Regions from separate parts of the Mus musculus genome. Here region 1 is linked to region 2. A link is a contact called in public Hi-C data. All regions are on one chromosome and are shown on one strand. The core of a region is the stretch at or near the end of the contact, and the rest is flanking DNA. Distances in the headings are between cores, read along the strand shown. Region 1 holds the start of Ccdc90b (coiled-coil domain containing 90B). Region 2 overlaps Dlg2 (discs large MAGUK scaffold protein 2).

What was found. A called contact is a pair of places that touch in the nucleus more often than the background predicts.
Region 1: a contact with region 2 is called in a Hi-C map of granulocyte-monocyte progenitors, with 4 times the contacts expected there. The contact joins the promoter of Ccdc90b here to the enhancer-like site in region 2. A contact is called at or near these places in 3 of 39 promoter capture datasets (the C10 cell line and pre-B cells) and 2 of 484 Hi-C or Micro-C datasets (granulocyte-monocyte progenitors and olfactory sensory neurons).

Annotation. Positions count from the first base shown.
Region 1 is chr7:92,559,251-92,564,659 of GRCm38.p6, forward strand. Ccdc90b (coiled-coil domain containing 90B) reads left to right here and starts at 1,899. Exons shown (of 9, transcript NM_025515.3): 1 at 1,899-2,385. The coding sequence starts at 2,286.
Region 2 is chr7:92,438,142-92,443,595 of GRCm38.p6, forward strand. Dlg2 (discs large MAGUK scaffold protein 2) reads left to right here. Exons shown (of 23, transcript NM_011807.3): 22 at 4,463-4,554. Among named protein-coding and RNA genes, the nearest start is that of Ccdc90b, 120 kb to the right of the region's middle. Within about 2 kb of position 3,705, at least 65 of the 459 cell types and tissues checked have an H3K27ac peak or open chromatin away from gene starts, as enhancers often do. A contact at or near this core is called in granulocyte-monocyte progenitors, olfactory sensory neurons and pre-B cells, where this site is marked.

The sequences.
Region 1 (5,409 bases), core at 649-3,148, 120 kb after region 2:
TATTAGTGTACATTCACTGTACACATGATGGGTTTAGTAATGGCATTCCTTTTCAAAAGTATAATGACTTTATGCTTGTTTAGTCCCCATTACCTGCTCCTGCTACTCTCCCCTTTCTCTTTCCTAATAGTCCCTCCCCTTCTATTTTATGCCTTACATATACACACCGCTAGATTGCACATATGAGGAAACACACGGGATGTTTGTATTTGTGTATCTGCCTTACTTTGCTTAATATGATACTCTCCCGTTCCCCCACTCCCACCCCAATGTCATGAATTTGATTTCCTTTTTTAAAAAATTATGTATATGAGTACACTGTAGCTGTGTTCAGACACACCAGAAAAGAGCATCGGATCCCATTACAAACGGTTGTGAGCCACCATGTGGTTTCTGGGAACTGAACTCAGGACCTCTGGAAGAGTAGTCAATGCTCTTAATGGCTGAGCCACCTCTCCTGCCCTTGATTTTCTTTATAACTAAATAAAACTCCATTGTACACATAATAATTCTTATTCATTTGTTGATGGGCACCTAGGCTTTCTCTATAGCTTGGCTATTGCAAATATGGCCAACATCCCACTCTCAGCTGGACTAGAAGATTAATTGTTTAAAAACTTACATGATACTAAGATATTACTGTTTCCTTATTCTCTACCTTCTCCTGTTTTTCTATTACAAGTTCTTGTGAAAAAATATAAAAGCAAAATTCTGGGCCTTTAGGCCCAGGCTTGGGAATGTGACTCAATGCTCCAAGGTATGCTAGTCATAAAACAGACATTCCTCTACCCACCGCTTCCTGGGTTCAAAGAGTGTTCATTCAAAGAAAGTTACCCTGACCCCCCCCCCCTGACCATTGCTGGAACCCGCTATGCAAATGTGCCATTGTTAGGGGCTCTTAGAAACTGTCTTGAGAGATAACCCGAACAATTACCAGGTATTCCTTGTGACTCTTGTGACTTTGCACTTCCTTTTGACTCTTAACTGGTATCTTTGGTATTTTCCAACAATGCCTTCCCCACTTCCTTGAGTTGTGGTTTCTTCCTTTAAATACCCCCTTACCCAGCTACTTGGGGCGCCAGGGACCTCTACCCCTGCGTGGTGTATTACTGTGGTCCCGAGAGCACTCTTGAATTAAAAGTCCTCTTGCAGTTTGCAGCAAGACCGTTTCTCATGCGTGATTTGGGGTGTCGCCTCTCCTGAGTCAGAACGTGGGGGAGTCCTCATGTTGTGGGTCTTTCACTTGGAGAGCAGAAATCCTTATAATCCCCACATAGCCTGGGAAAAAAATCCTGTACAGTAAGAACTTAAATTGTTGTTGGAATTCTTTCTTTGTTCTTCGAATTATTAATCTTTAAACCTAGCTGGCATTCAGATATTTCTGAAAATGAAATTGGAAAATATTTTAAAGTCTAGAGTGCTTCGCTTGAATACCAGGGACCCACCTGGCAGCCCAGGAGAACTGTCTCTCCTGTCTCTGTCCCTAGTACCCACGACAGAATCATTTTAATTTCCTTCTATGTGTAATCTACTAAAGTGCTTGCTGGTGGGAACCAAGTTTTGTTTTTAATGAGCTTCAGTGCTTGAAATGGTGGCTGGTGGGTAGCTGATTCCCACAAAGTTGCAATCTGGGTAAGCGACAGACTAGTTAGTACATTGCTTTCAAGGTTTTACCAGGTGGGGCAATGACTTTGGTAACTGAAGTTGGAGAATGTTAAATCATGAACAATGCCGACCCAGGAAATGGAGAATTTTCGTTTCCCTGAAGAAAAGGCCTAAAACAGTTGGTCCTCCAGTGCACCAGAGGGCCAAGCAGAGAGACGCGAAACTGCAAGTGTGTGATACGCTTTGGACTTCCACGGGCACTGGTCGATGCTACAACGCGGTCTCATCCCCACAATCCTCAGCAGCAAGGACTGCGGGTCCCATGATGCTATGCTGCTACGCTGGATTCGGTCTGGGAAGCTTGCTGCGGGACTAACTCGCCGCCCGCAAATGGGCGCCAGAAGGTTCTCCAAGACCCCGCTTTCTTAGGGCGGTAAAGGCGGGAAGAGATGGGAAAAGGGCGATGTGCTAGGGGGATAAGCTCTGAGTCGTGTTAAGTGTGGCTCTGTGAAGAGGCCTAGCTTTGTAGAAGAAAAACCTCTCAAGTAGGTGCTTTGGTGACAGACCGGAAACTACATTTCCCAGCATCCTGATGGTGAGAGGACTTCATTGTCCGAAAGCCTCAGCGAAAATCAACGCGTATTCCGCTTCCCCTTGCTGACCTGCGGGGCTCCGAGACTATGAGGAGCCGCTGGATTTGGCGGTTCCTGCGCCCTGACGGCGGCGGAATCCGCTGGACTTCAACTCCTCATGGGCGTCTGTCACCCGCCCTGCGGAGAGGTGAGACGAAGACTCGCTCAGGGAGAAGGTTCGGGCGGGTGTGCCCGCTCAGGCGTCCGCGAGAGTGACACACCCCCTGCAGGGCCCCGCCCACCCGCGCAGAGCCACCCGCGAGCTCCGGGGATGGTGGGTCTTGGGCGTTCCAGACAGGGTCTGGCTGGAGGGCTTCCTTCCTCCTAGACCCAGCCCCTGCGGACCTGCGCCTCCTCTCGGCTTGAGTTGGTGGGGGCGCGGGGCGGGGTTCCGTCTCCATTTATGAACTCTTAGGTAGTTTGCGGGTGTTCTGATTTACAAATCACATAGTAGGGTTTTGTTTTGTTTTTTAAGTGTCCTGGAACCTATGCGTTTCCAAACACTTTGTTAGTCTGTATATCCTGGAGAATATCTTACTTTACTCTGAGAACTATTTCCAAGGCTTTTTTTTATACTTGTGCTTTTCAGTTTTTCCGCCGTAAAAGGCATCCCAACCTCCACATTTCGTTCTTCCTGGATCTGTGTATGATGATAAACTGAGTTATTCAGTACCCAAAAACACTTCTCCGCCCTCCACACTTGTGTGGTTTTGTTGTTTGCCACTGTTTTGTTTTCACCCTGTTATTTAATTGTATTTGTTCCGCTGACTTTCAATCAAGGCTGCCCTTGCAAGGCTACTGTTTAGCTGCTAGAATTAGTCACATCTTTGAATCCATATTTAGGTAGTTATTATAAATACACATTCTGGTGGACTTTTCAGAAAAGGGTGGCGAGGTGGGTCCACTGGTAGAAACTTGTGCTGCACACAAGCATAACAACACAAAGTTGAACCCCCAGCCACTTCCAGGTTCAATAAAAGCTGCCCTATCAAAGACTTAGGAAGGGCATGACAGAGCAGGATACAAAGACCTCCTCTGTTCTCTCCTTAGGTATGTGTGCCCTCACACACAAAGGGGTAGCATTGTTTTGAATCTGATGAAATAATTCAAATCTCAACTTATCTGTGTACTTTTACCAAAAATATAACACCCCAGAAAAATGTTAATATTTTGGTACAATTTTCAAGTTATTCCACTTGAAGTCTGGTTACTCTTGAGGAAATCTTGTCTCCCCTTAAAATTAGTGCATGGTTTGTGTCCCTGTTCAGTGTAACAAGTATTTACTGCTTACTATAGACAAATGTCAATAGTCTAGCAAATTTGAAAGTTGGTCCTTATCCCATGGAAATACCACAGTATAGTTATTTTCAAGTAGATGGTGAGATGCAGAGGAAGCCGTGATTTGTCTACGTTTTTGTCGATGGTGCTGCAGTCTTCATTTGTTACTATCCACACTTAGCAGTACATCAGAAACACTACAGATGATTGATTCTTCTAAGTACAGATTGCCAAGCCTTATGACCAGAAGTACTGAATCAGTCCTCAGGTGGAGAGGAAGCATTTTTGTTAGTTCATTTAATTTGCCAAGATTCTCTGAAGCAACATATACATTATGCCACTAGACTATAATGTAAGAATATGTTCTTTGGAGTTGTTAGTTTGAAATGAGTTTCACTGTGTAATCTTAGCTGTCCTTGAGCTGAAGAGCGGGCTGGCCTTGAACTCACAGAGATCCACCTGTCTCCACCTCCCGAGTGTTGGGATTAAAGGCATGTACCACCACCTACTCCCTGAGAATATATGCTTTAATTCTTTGAATTTTTATAGAAAAATAACAAGCTGGTACCAGGCGAGATAAGTCTGCAGGCAGAGGTATTATTGCCAAGCCTGATGAGCTGGGTTTGGTCCTGGGACTCATGTGATGGAAGAAGAGAGCCAAGTCCTGAAAGCTGACCTCTGACCTCCACACATACTTCTACATGCACACACCCACATACATACATCCACATACAAATATACAAATAAGAAAACTTACCAGTTATGTCTTTGAAGTGGTTCAGTTCTAAAAACGGCCAATAAATTAATAATTAGATTTAGTGAACTCTATTTTATATGCCTTTTTAAAAAGTAAATTTTGGCCTTTTCCAAAAGAGTCATTTTCTACAAGATAGTCCAGAGATCTATAGTAGAAATTTTGTAAATTGTTAAGTCTTTTAATTTTGAATTTGCTATCTCACTGTAAACATACAAGATTAGTTTGAAAAAATTAAAATGATGTATGTAGGGTTTTGTATAGATGTCAAATGTACTCTTGTTTTGTTTTTCAAAAAAGGGTTTCTCTGTATAACCCTGGCTGTCCTGGAACTTGGCTCTGTCACCTAAGCTGGCCTCAAACACTCAGAGATCTGACTGCCTCTCTGCTGGGATGAAAGGCATGTACCACCACTGCCTGGTATCAAATAGACTCTTAAGGAGTGCTTATGAATCAAATTGCTCATGTCACAATCAGACCAGTGATAATAGCTTATTGAGAATATTCAAAAGCCTTTCAGAGAAATGAAACAGATACTTTCCCCACTCAAAGTCCTGGTGCCAGAGACTTATCAACGCCCACATCAGAGAAATAAAGTCACATAAAGAAATGGGATGGAGAGATGGCTCAGCAGTTAAGGACACTTTTAGAAGACCTGACTTTGGTTCCCAGCATCCATCTCAGGCAGCACTTGTAAATGCCTGTAACTCCAGCTCCAGGGGATCCAGCACCCCTGTAGCTTCCACAGCCATGCTCACAAGTGACATACATTCACGTAGACACACACATACTTTTAAGTAAAAATTTTTTTAAATCTTATAGAAATATCCCATATATATTTCATTATTCTCACCCTATCATAAATAGAATGCAAGGTAGAAATGACAGTGTTGCATGCCTTGGTGAATTTTGCCCATTCTGTTTATCTATCTGGCTTACTTCTCTAAGATTTCATATAACTCTAGTGTTATTTCCGCATAATCTTTATTCCCACAGAGGACCAAATGGATATATTTTGAAATCACATCATAAGAACCACAGCCTTGAAGGTCCAGAGCAGAAGTGAACACCTTGCAATCTTCTGCTACACAGAAGGCTGGAATAGGATCATCTGAGCCCAGCAGTCTGAGAAACTTGAAC
Region 2 (5,454 bases), core at 2,455-4,954:
ATAAAGGCTTTCAGATAGGAATGCCAGTGCGATCATTAAGCATTTCCCTTTTTTAACATATAGATAATAGATTTATAAAGTATTATTTTGTATTATATTATTGTATGCTTATATTATTTTATATTGTTAAATATATTTACTATATAATTTTGTTATAAATATGTTATACATCTTATTTATAAATATTATTTATATATTTTATATTATCAGATATATACTTAATTGAATATATATTAAGCTTTTTGAGTCAATAACTCTTCACTACTTTACAAATTGTTTTCACCTTCACATTTTCTATTTGTTAGCAGCTTCATTTGGTCTAAGAGGTTTATGGAGGGATTGGGCAGTTATTTTAGTTTCCATTTTAGTTTTTATCAATCACAGAAGACTATCATCTTTGTATTGTTTCTTAACTTTGAGAACAGTTTCACAGGTAAATCTTGAAATGAGTTATTTTGTTTTTTATAAAGAATACAAAGAGTGTTTCAGAATTTTCCATTGACATTCCACATTGCCTTTAATAAAATTCTGACTCTGCCTTAAGACATGCAGACACTGGTTCTTCACAGAGCCTTCCCTAGGGACATGACTATATCCTTAATTCATCACTCCACATCTATATAAATACGTAAGCGTGGGAACAACATGGTTCTGATGTTGTTTCAAAGCATTTTCAAAGGTCTAGTAAAATACTTCTCTTCCAAACCAGTCAGCAAATTAGGCGGATATCCATGATCTGACAGTTCCCACACAGCAGTGAGGCTACTGTAGGGAACGGTAGCAGAGCAAAGAGGCAGCAAGCAGAGACATGAAAAGTGGACAATAAGGCCAACTTTTCTTTTAACCAATGATCCTTCATATAATCTTAGCCCGAGTTGCTTGAGCTCCACAAGGTTGAACAATGTCACAGAGGCTCATTTAGTCCTTAGTACATAGTAAGTACTCAGGAAATATTATTATTATTGCAAAATATACAGGGTTACTTTTTATGAACCACTAATTCAATGTGTTATCCTCATAAAACACATAAGCAGCTTCCTGGAGAAAGCCAGAGATGAGGTCAAGGCCTCTGTTACAAGAGCCTGGCTTCAGCACTGCCTCCAGGAGAGGCAAACCAAGCCTTGGGAGAATGTTGTTGGGCTGAACCATACACAGCACGCTGGAAAACAATGCTTATGGAAAGATGGTAAAAATAGAAGGTACTTATTCCCAGAGATGGAAGCCATTGTTTTCTGAGGATATCAGCTACCTGTTTGGTCTCCTCTGAGGACGAAGCTGCAAATTGAACCACAGTAGTTGGACTGGCAGCTGGGAGGATAAACTTCAAACACATAGTTGACCTCTGGGGAAATCATCAGAGTTGTATCCTAAAAACAGAGTACATCCCCAGAAGTAAAGGTAGACAAGGGTTTTTGACAAAACAGAAAAATAAAACTAGGAAGTAAATAAACATAAAGAACATTAACCCCAATTACCACATAGGAAATGTGTATTGATGATAAAATGGTGTTCTAACGGCACGAGTTAAACTTTTTCTGTGGGCGGTGTTTCATAAAGTTAGTTAAGTGACCACAATGTCATTATATAAACGTGATTTATAATCTGTAAACCGCTACACAAAGCCATGCAATGTTAATCTTATGAGAAGAAAAGTGGCACTCTCCTCTTGGGAACAGCATCATAAAAGCTCATTTCAGAAATAGAAATTAATCCACATCATAAACACACAAGAGAGGGATGACTTCCTAGGGAAGGAAAGCCTGAGGGACCAAAAGCAGTGGCACATTTGGTCCAGTGTGACGCTGGGAGACAGCCCATCTGGTGCTCAATGGAAGATCTACTTCCTTCCATAACTACCAGATGATTCATGCAGTTCTGCCTTAGGGCCCTGTCACAGACACTTATCACCAAGGAAAACTAAGCATGCCAAAGGCTGGATGCCACAATGAGGACAGTGTCCTTGGCATAATTTGCTGTAGCCATACCCATGGATCTCCACTGCAGTGATGCTGACACTCAGCCTGGTGCAATCTCATTACTAAAGGCTGTTTGTGGCTCACTCTTTCCTGGGGCTTTTACTTCAGGAGCAATGCTCTCTTGAATTGCCCATTCCCCAGGAAGGAGCAAAGCTCGGTCAGCTGGAACCAGAGCATAGCAGCTGTCACAGCAAGACAGTGACACACCATCACACACATTACCTCTCCTGTTCATCATCCACAGAGAGCAAGCACACAGCTGCCTCTGAAGAGGAACACAAATTCAAGGGCGTATGTGAAAGAGATAGTTTCATAATATGCTGCCTCCTGAACTTCTGTACCTACCCCATAGCAATGGGAAGTTTTCCTGTGTCTGAGTACCCTATCCCCATTAATGGTCTTTTGTGGCTTTGAACCCATGATGCATTGTGTGTTCCTCTACTGGCATCTATGACATAACCATATTTATTTCCCTCATTCACCACTTAGTCCTCCACTCACTCATTTGACAGTTATTGAATCAAGCTCATGTCATATGGTAATAAACAAGCCATAGGCTTCTCCCTCAAAGAACCTAAAGCTTAGGTATGAACTCTGTAAAATGTAATGAGAATACTTATAACAACAAAGGTTAGTGAAATCTTACTTTGTACTTCAGTTCTCAGTAACATCGAAACCCATGTCCAACTTCTTTCTTCACATAACCATGTTTCAGAAGGTACCAAGCTTTGGTATAATATGGCATGGTTGACTGTGGTTTAGAAAGGGGCTCAATTTTTTACTGTAGAACTCCTGATTACTTTATAGACAACCTTAAGGAAGCCACTTCTCCACTTCAAGCCCCCATAACTTGCACTGGGAAAGGGAATGACTAAGCCTAGGGATTCCAAACCTGGATCTCTGGTGTTCAAGTGACATACAAGGCCCCAATACTTTCAGAAATGTACCTACCCAGCCAATAAAAATGTCTTTTCATTTGATTGGACCTCTACTTTCAGTGCTAGAGGCTCTGGGAAGATAATACCAATATGGGGTTAGGAATCAATAAATTGATTTTAGAGAGAATTAGAAAAATATCCATTTTCCTTCCCACCTTCTTGTCCTTGAGACTAGATTACATTGCACTTTAGTTACCAGAAGATCAAACAACATTCTTCTATATAGTTAATGATAAACCAGGTTAATAGAAAAGACAGTCATAGCCGTAACTCCTTTATAATCCATTTTCCTACCTGAACAAAAAATCAAGCAGCCATCATGGTTTCTTTTTTTTGTTTTTACCTTTTAAATACATTTTAATTTACAAGTGGTAATTCTATGAGTTGATGGGATATGGTATAATATTTTGATTCATAAATACAAAATGTAATGGACAGATCAGAATCCTTGAACATTCTTTACTTTGAATCATTCTTGAGATCACACTAAATCCCTATTAACCACTTAAAATAGTCAACTATTTTCTGTCAACCACATTGACCCTAGAATAGTATTAAAGATTAGAGGCTATTCCTTCTATCTGACTGTACCCTTCACCCTACATTAGAGATCCTTCTAGACCAAGCTCCTCTATCCTAGTTCACCATTTGATTAAGTAACTCAGTTATAGTCCTATTTGGAAATACTGTGGTCCCAGCACTTTTGGTGACTCTGTATCCAGTGTATACCAGTCCCTCAGCAGACACTTGTGCTGTCATTTGGTCACAAGAACAGGAAGTCTAGAGTTCTTGTCACTATGGGCATGACTCAGTGTTTGTACAAGTTGAGTAGTTAGAGCTACATAACTCCTCTGGGATCTGCTCCACTCTGCATAATCCTCAGGAAGCTCTGTGGGTTTCTGCTTACCAGACTTGCATGGGGGGTGAACAATAAACCCTAAGAGGGATGAAAGCAAGATATTAATCCTTTTATAAAGGAGGAACCTGAGAAGAAACCAGGCTAGTTCTCTTGAGTATAGTGCTACCTAACAAACCCAGATATATGTTCATCTTTCCTCCTTCTGACCACTTCTGGAAGAGTGTCTTCAATTCATGCCCTATGTGTATTTTGGAGATGTGGAAATGTCCAACAAAGGAAGTTTGAGTTTAGAAATACAACAGAGAAGTCGTTGAAGGGCAGTTTGTTCTGATGAGGAGGAACCTCAAGGGACACATAGTACTCCATTTAAATACTCTAGGGCCTGCTGGAGAGGAAGTTTATAATCCTGCTCTAGGGACTGCAGGGAAGGAAACAGAGGCCACAGATGGCAAGGAGACAGGTTCTGCCTTGCCTCAGCCCTGTGCTGCACATGAAGCCTGTCCTCCAGGCGAGTGGGCACCCTAGCACCTAACCCTCAGCGGCTGAAATGGTTCCACCAATGGGTCGGTCCAAGATGAAGCCTTAACAGCTACGAGGATTAAACTCTGCCTCCTGTAGGGGTCATTGTAAAATTGTGGAAATTTGGTATACTCTCTTTGTGTCCTGATATCAAACCCTCATTTTCTCAGGGAGATGAATAAGCGTCTGACAGAGGAACAAGCCAAGAAAACTTATGACCGGGCGATTAAACTAGAACAAGAATTTGGAGAATATTTTACAGGTAAGTTTCCTTGGTGTCCTGGTACTACAAGAAAAGGCGATAAATTGCCTGATGCTGTACTTAGGATAGGCTCCATGCCTGATGAAGCTAGACCCCAAACCCTTCCAGGTGAGGCTGCCTGTACTCTTATCTGCCTTACCCACTTGGTTTAGAGCTCTGGATTCTCTCCTCTCTGAGTTAGCTCATTTCCAGTTCTCCACTGGCCCTAAACCATGAGCAGCAAATGCCCTGAGTTATCTCCTGCTATTAAGCATGCTACCTCATTAAACTGTCTCCCTGATATTTTCAGAAAACTTAAAAACGAATGTTTTAAGGCTCAAAATGAGCAGTGTCTACAACAGTTACTATCCTGCAGTCTCTGCCTTGAAGACCTCCAGACCTATCTCCTCAATCAGCATCGTGAGCAAAACCCACTTGGAGATGCTTCAGTTAACACTGTCTCAAGACTAATAATAGCTTTGATTTAAAAAAAAAAAAAAAAAACAATGTCTTTGGCAACAAGACATTTTGGGAATTTCTTGTGGATGTCCTGAGTTCCGTCTCCTTCTCTGCTCTGACAAAACACTGACTAAATACAGAGAGAAACCTGTCTTGGGGGAATTTAATTCACAGCAGATTCTTAATGATTGATAACAAGATACTAAGTATGAGGTGTAGCACAGTTAGCAAAGTTGCTTTCATAAGGCTCAGCGTTTGATCCCAGCGTCCTCCAAAATAACATTCAATACAACAACTTCCCTCATGAACCACTGGCATGAAATGAGAAGGAGATTGTTGCAGTTACCTTGACTACCAAAGTCACCATGAGCATAGCACTGTGTAATTACTTTTACTAGAGTTAATATTAAGGTTTCTCTTAGGAATGTGAGTGATTTTAAAAGAGCATTCGGGTGGGAAAAA